2 separate regions of the Gossypium hirsutum genome follow, and region 1 is linked to region 2. The links are chromatin contacts, called in public Hi-C maps. All regions are on one chromosome and are shown on one strand. The core of a region is the stretch at or near the end of the contact, and the rest is flanking DNA. Distances in the headings are between cores, read along the strand shown.

Region 1 (4,509 bases), core at 798-3,297, 140 kb after region 2:
AGTTTAAATAGTTAATATAGTTAAATTTTCGATTAAAAGGTTATATGATTGTATATAATTTGAATATTTAATGGTATGAGTGACAAAACACATCTTTTGGGTTTGCCTTACTTTTTTTTTATTGACATTATAAGACAATGTTTAAATTTTAATTTTATGCTAAAACTTGGATTAAATTCATATACTTTAATTTTTGACATAATTTAGTCATCTTACTTTTATGATGTCATGAATTAGTTTAAAAATATTAACTATTTTAATTACAATGCTATAACCATTTTTTTAAGAACACTATTCCAACAAAAATTTTATCCCATCATGATGAGTTCGAACGCGTGTTTTTAAGAAAAAAATTCACATAAACATTTTCAACATAATTTTTTTATTACAGCACTACTAAGTGATTTTTTTTAATTTTAAAATATCATACTATTAAGGTTCCGTTTGTTTCACTAAAAATGACTTTCAAAAAATGATTCTGGAAAATGATTTACTTTTCTGGAAAAGCTAATATTTTCTGGTGTTTGGATGAATCTGTGTAAAATATTTTTTATTATTTAGTAGATTTCTTAAAAATATTTCATAAAAGTTGTTTTCAATGAAACAAACATACATTTGATATTTTCTTATTTTTTCATTGTTTAATTGAATTTATTTTTATCTGTAATTTTATTTTTTACATTGTTTTTTCATATATTAAAAATATTATGTTAAATTCATGTTCATTACAATTACATGACTACCAAGTGAGTATTTTTTATTTAAAAATGTGACATCAACAAAATTGACAAAAAATTTAACGATGTCAACAATTGGACTTGATTTTTAAATTTGAAAAGTAAATGGACTAAATTCTTGAAAATAAAATTACAAAGACTAAACTGCAAATCTGTGAAGTGTACATAGACTTATGCAATATTTTAACCTTTATACTACAAAATATTTATTATTAATATATTTATAATTGTAATAAATATTTATTATTAAAATATTAATATTGAATATTTTCAATAATATGTGAATAATATTATTTAAAATTTTAAAATTATTGTTTTTAAAATTTATTATTAAAATAAAATTGAAATGTTAAATAATTTATTATATGACTAAATATAAATAATTAAATATGTATTTTAATAATATTGAAAAATATAATATTTTAATATTTTTAAATATTTTAAAAATAAAAATAAAATTTATTATCAATATAATAATATTAAGCTTGATTTAAATTTATTTTTATATAAAAATAAAATCATCTATAGATGAGATCTTTTCCAGAAAATGACTCTTTTTAAAAGGATAAATCATTTTACAGGAAAAATGGCTTACTTTACATTGACCTGTAAGTCATTTTTCATTAATCAAGTAGTTTTCTGTGAAATAAACATAAGAAAATGCAGAAAATATTTTTCGTAAAATATTTTAATGTAAACAAACGAACCCTAAATTTAATTGAAGAATTTTAATTACAATAACAACTAAACTTGAATTTTTAATTTTAAAAAATAGAGGAACTAAATTCTAAAAAATAAATTAAAGAGATTAAATTTCAAATGTATAAAGTGTATAATGATTTAAACCATATTTTAACCTACAAATTTTTACTTTACACTAAACATGAAAACCATACTAATGATTCAGATAGACGTTGTGAACATAAGATAACTTTATTATGTTTGAATATATCAGATAAAATTTGTGCTCCACAGATAATTTTGAGAAAACATTCGATAATGTTATTATTTTAAAATTCGAACATGATATAATTAAAGTTATTATTTAGGAATTTGATTTTTCATTTGATAGTATTATTAGTGGTGAATGAGTGGTCGTGCATACTAGCACTACGTTAACTTTTCAAAGTTGACTTACTAATATAGACCTTATCACTAAAAATCAAAATAAATTTGAATTAAAATTTAAAATTGAATTTGTTAACGTATATACGAATTTGTTATTACACGTGAATATGAGGGTGAATTATGAATCCATATCTTGCTCATACGAACTTTGCTACGTTTTGGATCCTGCCACCGGAACAAATACAATGGTAGTACATACTAGTATTGCACTTTTAACTTTTTCATGGTGAAAATCATGAATTGGAGCTTACCAATAAGGTAAAAAATAATTATAGCCTAATGAATTTAATTTTAAAATTGATTATGTATGTAAATAGGCTTATAAATGAGTATACTATATGTTCCTGTATGTGTGTGAGTTTAAATAAGCTTATGAATGAGTATACTCCTAAGTCCTAACCATATGATTTAAGAGTTTCTACAATTGCAACTTCAAAGGAAACACCAAAAAAAAAAAAATCAAACAGTTATGGTAGTTACATAATTCTCTCAAAAAGTGGGCATATGCTACCCCATAAACTCCCCCTTTGTCAAGCCTCAAGTTCTCAGTTATGCTGCTTCTCATTCAACTAATTTCAGTTACAATCTTTACTTACAAAATTACGAGACAAGAAGATATAATACAACTTTTTCCCGTAATTGCACCTGAAAATTGAATCATCTTTTGCCAAATACAGAATTGACAACAACCCTTTCGACTTTAAGTCCATGTTAAAAATCAGAGGTCCCAATTGGCTATATGAGGAAAAAGAAAAAGACATTTACAACACTGTCCTGCAAAGAATCAACCGAATGCATGTATCAGTTAACGAAACAATGGAGTTAAGACAATAATTCTAACAAAAAATGAAAGAGAACATGCATATCTGCAACCAGCAGATGCATGTCCATTTGCATTTTCACACAGGTTGATGAGCAACATAAAAACAAACATGACAGATGTATGACCAAATGCATACCCTCTAGCTTTTCAGATTGCAAAAGAACTTTAAAAGTGTGTTTGGTTGGGTGGAAAAGTGGAAGGATGGGAGGAGAAAATGGAAAAGTGAAAAGAAAATAAATTTTGAATGTACTTGGTAGGAATGAAAAATGAGAGGAAAGAAATAGAAGAGATGATCATTTTCCATCCTAATGCATAAAAACTAATGATTCCAATGAGGAGAGAAAATAAGAGGGGTATGATAGTTGAAAATTATGCCTTTTTCAAATGTTTTATTTTCTTTCCTTTCATTTTTCAACTCTACCAAACAATGGAATTTCTTTCCATTTTTCCTACCAAGCACACCTATGGAAAGAACAATAATGTTTTCTATCCTTCTTTCCACTCTACCAAACAAAGCCTAAGGGTGTACTTGGTTGGGAGGAAAAGTGGAAAGAAAATAAATTTAGAGTATGCTTGGTAGGGAAGAAAAGTGAAAAGAAAGAAAATAGGAGGGGTGATCATTTTTCATCATAATGCATAAAAACCAATTCTTCCAAATTGAAATGATGAGAGAAGAGAAAATGGGGAGAAGTGAATATTAGTTCAAAATTATGCATTTTTCAAACTTTTTATTTTCTTTTCAAGTTTCAACTCTACCAAGCAATGGGGGAAAGAAAATTACTTTAATTTCCATTTTTTCATCTTTCCTACTAAGCACACCTATGGAAAGAAAATTTATGTTTTCTATCTTTCTTTCCACTCTACCAAACAAAGCCTAAGAGTGTTTGGTTGGGTGGAAAAGTGGAAGGATGGGAGGAGAGAGTGAAAAAGTGGAAAGAAAATAAGTTTGAAGTGTGCTTGGTAGGGAAAAGAAGTGAGATGAAAGAAAATAGGAGTGATCATTTTCCATCATAATACATAAAAACCAATCCTTCCAAATTGAATTGATGAGAGGACAGAAAATGGAAGAGAAGTGTAGTTAGTTCAAAATTATACATTTTTTAAATGTTTTATTTTCTTTACTTTCAATCAACTCTACCAAGCAATGGAGGGAAAAAAAATACTTTTCCTTTGCATTTTTTCATATTTCCTACCGAGCACACCTATAGAAAGAAAAAATATATTTTCCATCTTTCTATTTTTCCACTCCTTTAAATTTCCATCTTTTCAATTTTCTTTTCACTCTACCAAGCAAAGACACAAGGAAAAGAGATGAAAAAAAACATAAACAACTTTCTCGAGGAGAATTCCACCAAGATTCAACTATCAAAAGGAACCATAAAGTGTATAGCATGTCATGTTAGTAATTTTGAAAGCGACGCACTCAGAAGAGCATACCTTAAATTATTTATCAGCATGTACCCTTGTGAAGCATATAATGTTACAAAGAATAATGTAGTATGTGCATGGAGGCTTTGCGGGAGTTCCAACCATTCAGGCAAGCAGTGGCATGTCAGGATGCCCCTGTTGAGGGGTGGAAGGTTTAATCAGTGATTTCAACCGTTCCATGATATTTGAAAATGAAGGACGCTTCCAAGGCTCACTACATTATATTAAAAAATTAGTATGGATAACAGGAAGATTTGCTTAACAAGCACCATGTAAGAAAAGAATGAAAAACTTACTTGGCCCAGCAATCCTCAATTATGGCAGCCACTTGAGGATTCAAATCACGTGGAATATCAAGCCTTTTTCCCCTGAAACCAACAGCTGCTACAACCT
Region 2 (4,575 bases), core at 544-3,043:
TTCAGCTTATCCCAGTTTTTCATGACTTTCTACCAGCTTCCAGCCTTAATAAATGGCTCCATCAAAGAGAAAGCATTCTTTCAGATCCAAGCAATTAACATCAGAGGCACCACTATATACTTTGTAGACTTAGAAAGCAGATTTTACGATTTGCTAATGGAAAACCAATGAGTGCTGGGAGCAACAGGGTGCTCAACATAAGCATTCAAAATGACGTTAGCATTTCTAGTTCTATTTACTCATATTGCCAAACAAAATGTGATTTGAGTAGAATAACAAAAATTGCTAGCAAAAGATGATGACATGTAAGCAGGAAAGCACTATACTCACTTGAGAAGGAAAAATGAAATGATGTGGCCATGTAAGGATATTGATGTGAGAAAACCCCGACAAATGGATATAATAGCTTAATGAGATTCCTAACCCAATACAATTCATTAGATATAAGTTTCATAATATTTGGACTCTCTTTATATTCCATTTCAACATACGCCTGTAATGTTTACAGTCTCTATAATTCATTGGCCAGCTGTTTACAAATTCTGGGGTGATCAGAAACATATTAGATCCATGAAAAAAATAGCATAGACATCCAATGAAAGAAGATATTTGCAGGCAACATGGCCTTAGACAGGAACCGCATAGACTAGGAAGTCACATCACAACATATCATTCCTGCATTTGTCACTTAACCAACATTACTGTACTCTCATCACCCGATTTTATACTTGAAATAACTGTGCAAAACATTTTAACAAACCTATTGATGAAAGCAAAACTAAAAGGAATCCATTAATCCCAATTTACACTTACAATCCAAATTATTCTTTTTCCTCTTTTTTTCCACAGTATAGAACTTGCAATTCATTTTCCTGTACAATTCAAATTCAAAAAGAAAGAGAAAGCTTTAATGCATAAGGCACAGCTAAAACTGAGTTCACCTCAAGAATATTAGCGCAGACAGTAGCAGCAACGGCCTTGGCGGCATGAACATTCTCGCCAGCGATTATTGTCAAGTTAGTAATAATTGGTTTCGAGTTAAAAGTGAGCTCAGCTAACGCCGTCTTATACTGGCTAACTAACTCTTGCTGTTGGAGGTGTTGCTGCTGATGTGACACTGGTTGTGGCTCGTAAGCTCCACCGTCGCCACGGGTCAAATCATTGGTGTCGGAATCATTGGACCGGAATCTCAAACCAGAGGCGGGACCAACTGGGTTCGTTCGTTGAGAAAAATGCCGGATATTAGGGTTCGGAGTGAGGTCTTCAGTTAACCGTGGTTTTTTCAAACCAGGTTCTCTTGATCTATCAAATGAGCTACGCGGATTCTCCATGTAAGCAAATCGAAAACCCTAAATTCCTAAATCGATAATCACTATTATTCTCATTTACAGTCAAATTAGCAAATCAATTTACCAAAAGGGGGGAAAATTACAATGTTACAATAGCCTAAATCGAAAAACTTTAAAAAATCCAAAACCCTATACAAGAAAGGGAACAAAATAAAACCCTATGGATTATCATATACAAAAAAAAGAGAGAGAAAAAAGAAAGAAACGATTCTAATTCTATTTCTAATTTCTAAAGGTAAAGGAACAAAGAATATCGATCAAAAAGAAAAAAGGCAGAGAAAATATTTTCAGAAAGAAGAATTTGAAAGAAGAGGCAGAGGCTGGGTGGAGATTAAGGAAGGAGGAAGGTTAAAAGAGGCTAATTGTAAATATGGAGACTGTGGATGTCCAATAATGTAAAGGGCAGTCCAGAAGGTGAGTGGGAGGGTTTAAGATTTGAAACGGGAAATGGGAAACGGAAAATATTATATTTTATAGCCTTGTTTGGTCGGCTTATCTTTGGGCCCTGTAAAGGATAAATACAAATCAACCCAGACCCAACAATTATTTGTAAATAGATCTCAGGCACTTTTACCCAAATAACCCAAAAATATTATATTTACAAAAATAACCTAAGTTTAAAAATAATCACTAAAATAACTTAAAATAAACAGTACTCACTCTTTTTTTGCACTAATGATTGCCTAATCATTGTGTCAGATTTAAAAAAATTATTTTGCTGGGTTTTGGCCTGTCAATGGCCGGAACCCATGTATTTTTTTAAAAATTTTATAATACTGATATACGGATATACGAAAAAGAAAAAAAATTTGGGTGCTGGCCTGTCAATGGCCGGCACCCAGTACACAGTACAAAAAAAAAATTATTTTTTTTTCGTGTCAGAATCAGATATAAAAATACGAAAAAAAATTAAAAAAAAATTTTTTTGGGTGCTGGCTTGTCAATGGCCGGCACCCAGTACAGAGTGCAATTTTTTTTTCTTGTCAGAATCAGATATAAAAATACGAAAAAAAAATTTTGTACTGTGTACTGGGTGCCGACATTGACAGGCCAGCACCCAAAATTTTTTTTTTATTTTTTTCGTATTTTTATATCTGATTCTGACACGAAAAAAATAAAAAAATTTTGTATTGTGTACAGGGTGCCGACCATTGACAGGCCAGCACCCAAAAAATTTTTTTTAATTTTTTTTCGTATTTTTATATCTGATTCTGACACGAAAAAAATAAAAGAAAAAAATTTTTTTTGTACTGTGTACTGGGTGCCAGCCATTGACAGGCCAGCACCCAAAAAAAAATTCGTAATTTTATATCTGATTCTGACACAAAAAAAATAAAAAAAAAAATTTAGTACTGTGTATTGGGTGCCGGCCATTGACAGGCCAGCACCCAAAAAAATTTTTTTAATTTCTTTTCGTATTTTTATATCTGATTCTGACACGAAAAAAATAAAAAAAATTTTGTACTGTGTACTGGGTGCCGGCCATTGACAGGTCAGCACCCAAAAATTTTTTTTTAATTTTTTCTTTTTCGTATATCCGTCTATCAGTATTATACAATTTTAAAAAAAATACATGGGTTCCGATCATTGACAGGCCAAAACCCAAAAAAATAATTTTTTTAAGTCTGACACAATGATTAGGCAGTCATTGGTGCAAAAAAAGAGTGAGTACTGTTTATTTTAGGTTATTTTGGTGATTGTTTTTAAACTTGGGTTATTTTTGTAAATATAATATTTTTTGGGTTATTTGGGTAAAAGGGCCTAGATCTCACAATAGTATATTTATTAGGATAAAACTTAAAATTATATATAAATTTTTATTTAACATACAATTGTATATAAATTTTAATTTGGTGTAACTATGCATGTAAAACTTTAATTAGGTTCAAATGTATACTTAAAACTTTAATTTTGATTTAATTATACACATTTAAAGAAATAAATACATTAATTTATTTTTATATTGGATCAATATAATTATTTATGTATGCAATATATAAACATAAAATGATGTTATATCAATAATTGTGTTAATACTTTACAATAATTGGATCAAATCAAAATTTCATATATAAAATTACACAAAATCAAAGTTCATATATGCAATTGCACATTAAACCATAGTTTATGCATAATTTTGAAATTTATTCCTATATTTGTTTTATATATTGTACTAAGTGTAAAAATAAATTTAATATGAATAATTAATTTGTCAAAAAAATTTTAAAACTAATGCTAGAACTAATAAAGTAAAAGTATAATAAAATTCATTCCCGACTATCCAGTTGGTGTAGAATTAAATTATTAAAGTAAAAATTGACTAAAAATGGAATAATTCATACTATAAACTAATTAATTGATTTAAAACACACACATGATAATAGTTCATAATAGGGCACAAAAATTTACAAATTTTAATTGTGTATGAAGAGTCTTGAACTTATGTACTTGAGACGTGGAGCCTCTTAGCACCTTAATATGATATAAAAATGTATCATTTACTAATTATTATATGATATATAAAATATTTACCTTAGCCTTACAAAATGTATTTTTTTCTAATAATTTTATTTAATATTTTTTAATATCTAATGACTACTTATCATATTGATATAATAGTTTGGATTTAATTTGTTTCTCCGTGATTTAAGTAAAAAAAAATTGGATTCTAATTTAAAAAATCAAATTCTTTATTTGGATAATAAATAAAAAGTTTGGTTTGAACCAAAGCAAATCCAAGTCCAAATTTATAAGAGTTAACTTTTGGATTTCAAAATTCTTTTTAAAATTTAGAATTTTCAAAATCCAAGATTGATTAAAAAAATATGAGAATTTTTTTTGTTCTCTCTTTTTTCACATTGTCTTCAAAACTCAAATAATAAATAATTAATTTTACTTATAATATGTCATCAAAGAAGTTCAAGGTTTTCAGAATTGGGCCGATAGGCGAACCAACCAGACCAATGGTTCTCAGATCCACTGGTTCAATTGATCCTATCGTTTCGATTGAATAAATTATTAAAAATAAAAATAGATAAAATCGGTTTGACTATCAATTCGGCCGATTCATGAGTCAAACAATATGTCCCCTTATTCCAGACTGGTACCCAGATCGAATCTCAATCCAATTGGTCTAATCGGTTGCTTTAGTCCATTATTGAAAACAATGATGAAGCTTCATGTATTTTATATAATTTCCACAAAATTAATTTATAAACCCTTGACT

The links. Hi-C and Micro-C count contacts between places; a contact is called where the count stands out from the background.
Region 1: a Hi-C map of hypocotyl shows a contact between it and region 2, with 5 times the contacts expected there. The contact joins the enhancer-like site here to the promoter of LOC107922273 in region 2. A contact is called at or near these places in 4 of 34 Hi-C or Micro-C datasets (callus, hypocotyl, leaf and 1 more).

What each region holds. Positions count from the first base shown.
Region 1 is chrD04:38,392,759-38,397,267 of Gossypium_hirsutum_v2.1, forward strand. LOC107922105 (serine/threonine-protein kinase CTR1) reads right to left here. Exons shown (of 16, transcript XM_016851950.2): 14 at 4,413-4,507; 15 at 4,126-4,330; 16 at 2,317-2,639. The coding sequence ends at 4,222. Among protein-coding and RNA genes, the nearest start is that of LOC107922105, 15 kb to the right of the region's middle. Within about 2 kb of position 2,048, at least 2 of the 9 cell types and tissues checked have an H3K27ac peak or open chromatin away from gene starts, as enhancers often do. A contact at or near this core is called in hypocotyl, where this site is marked.
Region 2 is chrD04:38,249,921-38,254,495 of Gossypium_hirsutum_v2.1, forward strand. It overlaps LOC107922273 (polyadenylation and cleavage factor homolog 4), which reads right to left and starts at 1,794. Exons shown (of 7, transcript XM_016852219.2): 1 at 942-1,794. The coding sequence starts at 1,331.